Regions from separate parts of the Rattus norvegicus genome. Here region 1 is linked to region 2. Evidence: chromatin contacts called from public Hi-C data. All regions are on one chromosome and are shown on one strand. The core of a region is the stretch at or near the end of the contact, and the rest is flanking DNA. Distances in the headings are between cores, read along the strand shown. Region 1 holds the start of Rnf185 (ring finger protein 185). Region 2 overlaps Limk2 (LIM domain kinase 2).

Region 1 (3,509 bases), core at 601-3,100, 62 kb before region 2:
CCTTCTGAGTGCTGGGATCAAAGGCATGCACCGCCACCACCTGCCCTTTTCCATATCTCGATTAAGCAATCTAATTCTATCCCATGCCTAGTTTAAAAGATGTGAGTTTTTCTCCATCTCCTGGCAGCTGTTGGCGTTTTCAACTAGCCTTTATTGCTTTCCTCAAACTCTAACAAAGTTATCCTTGGGCTTCCTTTTAGCCCCTTCTAAATTCTTGTATAAATAATACCAAAGAACCCCCAAGAGAATCTTACTTTTTCCAGGAACAGAAGGAGAGGAGTACTCTGACGGTCCCCTTGGGTCCTCCACAGAGGAGCTAAAACTAGAGACTGATAAGGTCATGAACTCTGGAGAGAGGGTGCAGGCTCACCTGCCACCTTTGGGCTTTCACACTAGCAAGCTGAAAGCCATCCGGTGCAGGATACTTTAAGGCTGGTGTGCCAGCCCCACCTCAGCTTGCACACAGGGATGCTACCACTCCTGCTTGTCCAAGGCCAGGATGGAAGATCCCTCTTGTTCTACAGAATGAGGTGTGCCTGCTCTGTATCCCCCACCCTCACTCCCGAAAAAGCACAGCTGCACGGCAAAGGCATTCACCTGCACTGAACTAACTTTTTTTATACATTGAAAGTTAAAACATCAATTTTTCTAGTCACTTTTTAAATATAAAAAAAATGCACTTGCTACTGTAAAAAAAAATCCCTCTTTGGTCACAAGCTCATCTAATCAGTTTTAAAATAAAATAGTTTTAAAATAAATTAAGATGTATTTATTAAGTGTATCTGTACACATGTGAAGGTCAGGTGATAACTTGCCAGACTCCTTCCCCCCGGTGGGTTTCTGGGGATTGAACTAGAATTGACAGGTTTGGCCTCAAGCATCTTTACCTGCTGAACCAACTCACGGGGCTCCAGTTAGTTATACTCTTACTATCTTTATTATTTTGATACTGAAAATTCACGGACTTGGCTAGTAGAGTCTTCAAGAGAGCTGTGTCGTTTTACCCATTCCCATTCATCACCACTGTTAGCGTTCCTTCTAGGCTCCGCCCACAGTTACCTGGCAACAGCCAGGTGTGCCTGGCTTACTATAAACGGGGCTGTTCGCCCCTTCTCTCCTTCATAGTCTTTGCTCCTTCTCTCCCTGGCCCCTTTCTCCCCTTCTCTCTCCCTCCCTCCCTCTCTCCAAGCGTCCCTGCCCGGCCTCTTCTCTCTCCCTCCTCCCTTCCCAACTCCACTTCCCATGCCCTAAATTAACTATTCCAAACTATATCCGTGGTATGGCTGGTGCCTCACGGGGAAGAGATGCCTAAGGATGGGCCCGCTGAGGCACCCTTCCCACCTCACCAGCGCCTCTACCAAAACATATCCTGGCCTCTTTTTTTTTTTTTTAAATAAAACAGAACAACCACTGCCTACATTCTAATACAAGGCATTCTAAGCTGGTATCTCTAGGACTTTTTTTTTTTTAAAAGCAAGGAAGGAAGCCCTTTCCGCCCATTTTTTTGCGACACGGTCTCACGTATCCCAAGCCTGCTTTGAAAACCATATTGAAGTTCTGATCCAGCACCCGAATGAATGATGTGATTAACTGGAGTGCAAACACACATTTATTCCCAAGTCCTCACGCAGGCGAAGCAAGCAAGGCCACCCATTGAACTACTTTTCCTCCTCCAGGAAACACTGGGAAAAGGCCGAAAGCCCTCCCCTTCCTGTCCCGGGGCGGAACTTAAGAACCCGGCGCCTGGGCCGGAACGCAGTGCTGCCACACCAGCCTTTTCCGGCTGTAACCGGAAGTTGCTCTAATAGAGGTGGCTCCTTGTCAGGTGATCAAGATCCGGGTAGGAGGGTTCGGAGGTTCAATCTTCCTGACTGACGCGTCTCTAAGACTGGCTTGTCCACTGTGGGACAGGGGAACGGACTGGTGGCGTCGCTGGCGCTCGCTCTACGGGGACAGGTACGTGACGAGCTAGGACGGCGGGCCCGGGAGGCGTGGGACCCCCTTCCGGGGCTCAGGGACAGAGGCACCTGAAACCAAGGATCAGGAGACAGCTAGTCTGGCTCTGTCCAGGTCCCAGAAGAAAGATCAGACTGGCATTCCTGGGTACAGATTGGGCAAACTAGGGCCCAAGAAAAGGGAAGGGCGCGCTCAAGCTCCTTGCCAGGCAGGGGCTCGCCCTGACTCCCTCTTAGCCTCGGGGGCGGGACTGTCTCACGTGGGTAGTTAGTGATTTGGTTGAGTGGAGAGATGAGGAGCTTGGTGAACAGATTTGGGATGAAGCGTAGGAGACCTGGACTTGAGTTCGCTGCTAATTGTGCGTTCTAGGCCAAGTCCTTTACCTCACTGAACCTAGTTTCCACACTTGTCCAACCGGGCACTGCTTCTCAAAGCATGATCCTTAACAGCGCCTGCTCTGAAATCCTCTGGGATGCGGGCTCTTCAGCCCTGGACTTTCCCGACAGCTTGTTTCGAATCTGGGTTTGGATCCTAGGAAACCTTCTTTTGAATGTTCTCCTCGGGAGTCCTATACCTACTGGTGTTTCATCTGAAATGCTGTCCCGCTGTGAATGCGGTATTCGATTCGAGGCAGCTGGAGCCCGTTGGAATCTTTGAGACTTCTAGCTTAGGAAAGAACGCCGGAGGAGAATAACTATCTTTAAAAGCTGGCGCGGGGTGGGGGGATTGGGTGGATGGGTTATATCAAAGAGGGCTCCCGCTTAATCTTTGCAGCTGAAAGAGATACAGCTAGGATTAAATAGGTGGGTTCTAGGGGAAGACAAATGTGTACATAGTAATAAGAATTTAACGGAAGACTTATCAGAGGTGACCACTGATAGGATTGACTGTCTCCTTGTGAAAGAAAGTATACAGGAGGTGGTCCTTTCCAATTCGAAAGTCTTTTATTCTGAGTATTTATTGTGAATCTATCTTTCCATGGATAACTCTCTCTTCGGAATGTTTGTGACACTTCTTTTGTGGTCTGAGACAGGATATCGAAGATCTCAGGCTGTCCACAAGCTCCTCTTGCAATTCAAATTGGCCTTGAACTTCTGATCCTCCTGCTTCAGTCTGGAGTGCTAGCATCTCTCGTTACTTAGTACCATTATGCCTGTTGAATGTGACATTTCTTTGTTTGCCTTTCTTGAGCTCTCCTCCTTAGTCTCTATCTCTTGTCAGTGAGGCCAGCACACTTGATCTTATGTAATCTTTTCCTGGTTGTCACATTTGCCATCCTTTTCAAGGACTTTGGAACGACTCATCTGATAAAAAGTATCTGAAATGTATGTCGTATTAATAAACCGGGATCCATTGCATTGGTTAGTAATTTTTTGTTTCATGTTTAATTTTTTTTTTTTTTACTTTATTTTAAGTCAGGCTCTCACTCTGACACTCAGCCCAGGCTGAGGACAATTTAGGTCAGTCTCTGTTTGCCTTGTCTGTGTCTGTGTCTCTGTTTCTGTCCCTGTCTCTCTCTCTCTCTCTCCCTCTTACTCCCTCCATCTCTCTCT
Region 2 (3,476 bases), core at 651-3,150:
CAAAACAGTGGAGCTTCCTGTGTTTGCTGTCCTCCACCCTCCAAGTTCAAGGTAGAGGTGGGCCCAGAGAAATCGGGCCACTGAAAGCTGGAGAGGCACCAATGGTTTCTCTCCTTTCAGCTTCAACCCAGACTTCTTGCTTTCCCTGTGGTTCCAATGGCCTTGGATTCTCCTCCCTCTGCTTCTCCTGGGCTGTTGTACATATAGAAGCAGTGGCTGTTGGAGCCTTAAGCGGCCCTGTAGGTAACGTCTTAGGAACTTCCTTTCCATTCATGGCTGAGGTCAGCCTTGCTTTGGCATCGACCACACAATCTAATGTGTTCCTGCCACATTCCTAGTCATAGCATTATTTTCTGTTCAGACCAGCAAGGCAGGGTAGAAAAGCTGCCCTGGTGGGGTTTGTTTTTTTTTGTTTTTTTTTTTTATTGTTGTTTTTTCTTTTTTTTGGTGGGAAGTGTGGGGCTTCCAGACAGGGTTTCTCTGTGCAGTCCTGGATGTCCTAGAACTGGCTCTGCACACCCAGGGTTATGTGCTGCCACACCTGGCTAGTTCTTGTTACTTCTCATGACTAGGAGAGACTGCCCGTCACACCCACCGAGGAGTAGAAGACAGCTCAGGGTCACTCACACTGTGGGTGCCAAGAGCTGGCCTGCAAACTGAACCCTTTGCAGTTTTGATCGGATGTTTGCTTGTGAGGGCGTGAAGAGAAATGTATGGGTGGGGTGGCATACCTGTCATTCCAGCTCCCAGAAAACTGAGGTGGAAGGTTCTGAGTTTGAAGCCAGCCTAAGCTACACAGCAGTACCCTGCCTTTAAAAGAAAAAAAAAGTATGCAGTTGGTGGCAACAGCGGTGGTGGCAGTGGTGGTGGCAGCCATGGTGTACACCTTTAGTCCCAGCACTTGGAAGGCAGAGGCAGTCGGATCTCTGAGGCCAGCCCAGTCTACAGAGTGAGTTCCAAGACAGCCACGGCTACACAGAGAAACCCTGTCTTAAAAACAAAACAAAACAAAAGTAAATCGTGTTAGCATGTGGGTGCAAGCTATAGAGTGAGATCAAGGGCTCAGCAGAGCCTTTCAGGTATTGTGTGGCCTTAGGTGGCTTCTGCCCTTTTAAAATGAAGATAAGGACATGACCTCGCAGGCTTGTCGGGAGTACTGGATCAAACACTGAAGAGCGTGCATCTACACACCTACAGGTACACACTCACACCTCTGGTTGTGGAGTTTCTGGATGGCATCTTTGAACTACTGTGGTGCTGTAAATCAAAGCTCGTGCCCATGGGGATGGGGCGGGGAAAGGGAGGGGTGGTAGAGTGTGGGTTCCTGACGGCTCTGCCTAGACGGCTCTGTGATAGCTCTCCTGAAGGAGAGCATCTCTCATCTTGTGAACTTTCTCATGGTAGAAATCAGTGCCCTGGTGGCCTTCCACAGAGGGTGCTCATTTGCCCTGAGGAGGGTTTCCGGTCTTCTGGATCCAATTTCACTTTAACCCAAGTCAGGGAAAGCTCTTCAGAGCTGGGAAGGGCTATTGGTTTGACCCCAGGGGCAACCTGGGCTAAGGGGGATGTGGGGCTAAGGAGCCCGAATAGTCTTTTACAATCTTTTCACCCAGTTCTCCTGCAGTTCTGGTGAAGTTTAGAGTATCTGGTACAGGCTGGCTGGAGGCAGGATCTTCCCTCCCTCTGTGCTGAGAGAAGTTCATTCTTCGTGACTTCCGTCCAGCCCTGGTCTTCCCAGCTGGGCCAAAGTTAAAGAAAAGGAAGCAGATGTCTCCCCTCAACACCTTTGTTCTCCCTGGGTGAGGCTAGATTTTGAATGAACAGACTGCTGGGATTTGGTCCAACCTCTACCCCTCCCCTCCTTAACTGTGTTCCATGGTGATCTAGAATGACGTCTACAGTCCCACCTCAGAAAGCCTTCCCTGGTTCTCCTGTGCCCAGGACATCTTAAGACTGGAACCAGGGCCTGTTGGGTGGAGTTCAACTCACAGGTCCCCTGGAGGTAGCTCAGGGCATTGACACTTGGCCAGGATTCCTCTGATCTGCCACACACATGGCTGACCAGCCCTTGTTCCTTTTCCTCTCCTTCCCATGGGCTCTGTTTAAACTGTGCGTGCCTCTGAACTGCTTTTCTTCTCTCTCTCTCTCTCTCTCTCTCTCTCTCTCTCTCTCTCTCTCTCTCTCTTTTCCTTTTCCTTTTCCTTTTCCTGTTTCTCTTTTCTTTCCAGACAGAGTTTCTCAGTGTAACCAGCCCTGGTTGTCCTGGACTCACTTTGTAGACCAACTTGGCCTCAAATTCACAGAGATCTGACTGCCTCTGCTTCCCAGGTGCTGAGATTAAAGGTGTGTGCCACCATGCCTGGCTTTGGCCTGCTTTTCTTTGAGTCTAAATCTGGAGCTGTTCTCTGAGGCTCCTGGCCTAGATCCTCTTGGGGCTAAGAGCAGAACCAGAGCACGTGCTCAACGCAGCTGGAGTTAGCCTGTGGGACTGTGAGTGGTGACCTGGCTGTCCCACCTGGCTGTCTTGCCCCCCCCCCCTCTTTTTAATAGCGTCTCATATCCCAGGCTGGCTTTGAACTTGTGCATAGAGCTGAGGATGAGGTTGAAGTTCTGATCCGCTTTGCCCCCAACCTGAGAGCTGAGACAGCAGGCGTGGACCACCATGCCTAGCTTATGCTGTGCTGGTTGAGCCAGAGTTTGCCGCGTTCTTCCAACTGAGCTGCGACCCTGGTCCTTACAGAACTTTATCTTGAGACCAAGTTGTCCAAGTTGGCACTTCCATGAGCTTCTCAGGCGAGCCTCAAGTTTGAGGCCCTCCTGTCTAGGCCTCTGGAATAGCTGTTGTCACGATGTATCACCACAACCCAGCCTTCATTTCCCAGTGGCTCCCTCTTATCACAGGAGTTTAGCCTGTTAAGCAGGGTCCTAGGAGAAAGAGATGCTACCCGTGTCCATCTTCCACAGCCCTGAGCTGAACTGCTACTATTGGGTCTGGTCCCTACCTCCCTTAACAAAGGGAACCTACCACCCTAGGACACTGGTGACTGACTTGCCTTTCTCAGGGTGACACACATAGACTGAACCGTATCTTGTCAGAAGCGTTTGACGGTGCCTGCCCTCTGGGGAAGGGCTAATGCCAGTGGGAGGGAGCCTGTGCTCACCCTATAGGGCAGCATGCTGTGTCTGCTCCGTTCATGAGCCCAGAGGGTGCAGCATACAGAGAAGCAGAGACTGTAGGGTAACAGTTGGCTGGCGACAGGTACTTCTTTTCTTTTTAAAGATTTATTTATTATATCTAAGCACACTGTATCTGTCCTCAGACACATCAGAAGAGGGCATCAGATCCCATTACAGATGGTTGTGAGCCACCATGTGGTTGCTGGGAATTGAACTCAGGACCTCTGGAAGAGCAGTCAGTGCTCTTAACCACTGAGCCATCTCTCAGTACTTTTGAAGTACCAAGCCATATTAATTGT

The links. Hi-C and Micro-C count contacts between places; a contact is called where the count stands out from the background.
Region 1: a contact with region 2 is called in a Hi-C map of frontal cortex, with 3 times the contacts expected there. The contact joins the promoter of Rnf185 here to the enhancer-like site in region 2. A contact is called at or near these places in 3 of 12 Hi-C or Micro-C datasets (frontal cortex, liver and mammary epithelial cells).

What each region holds. Positions count from the first base shown.
Region 1 is chr14:82,551,807-82,555,315 of GRCr8, reverse strand. It overlaps Rnf185 (ring finger protein 185), which reads left to right and starts at 1,850. Exons shown (of 7, transcript NM_001024271.1): 1 at 1,850-1,956. It overlaps LOC134481864 (a long non-coding RNA gene), which reads right to left and starts at 2,632. Exons shown (of 2, transcript XR_010057729.1): 1 at 2,340-2,632; 2 at 1,592-2,027.
Region 2 is chr14:82,489,580-82,493,055 of GRCr8, reverse strand. The region is part of intron 2 of Limk2 (LIM domain kinase 2); the gene reads left to right. Among named protein-coding and RNA genes, the nearest start is that of Rpl7-ps1, 16 kb to the right of the region's middle. Within about 2 kb of position 1,900, at least 19 of the 93 cell types and tissues checked have an H3K27ac peak or open chromatin away from gene starts, as enhancers often do.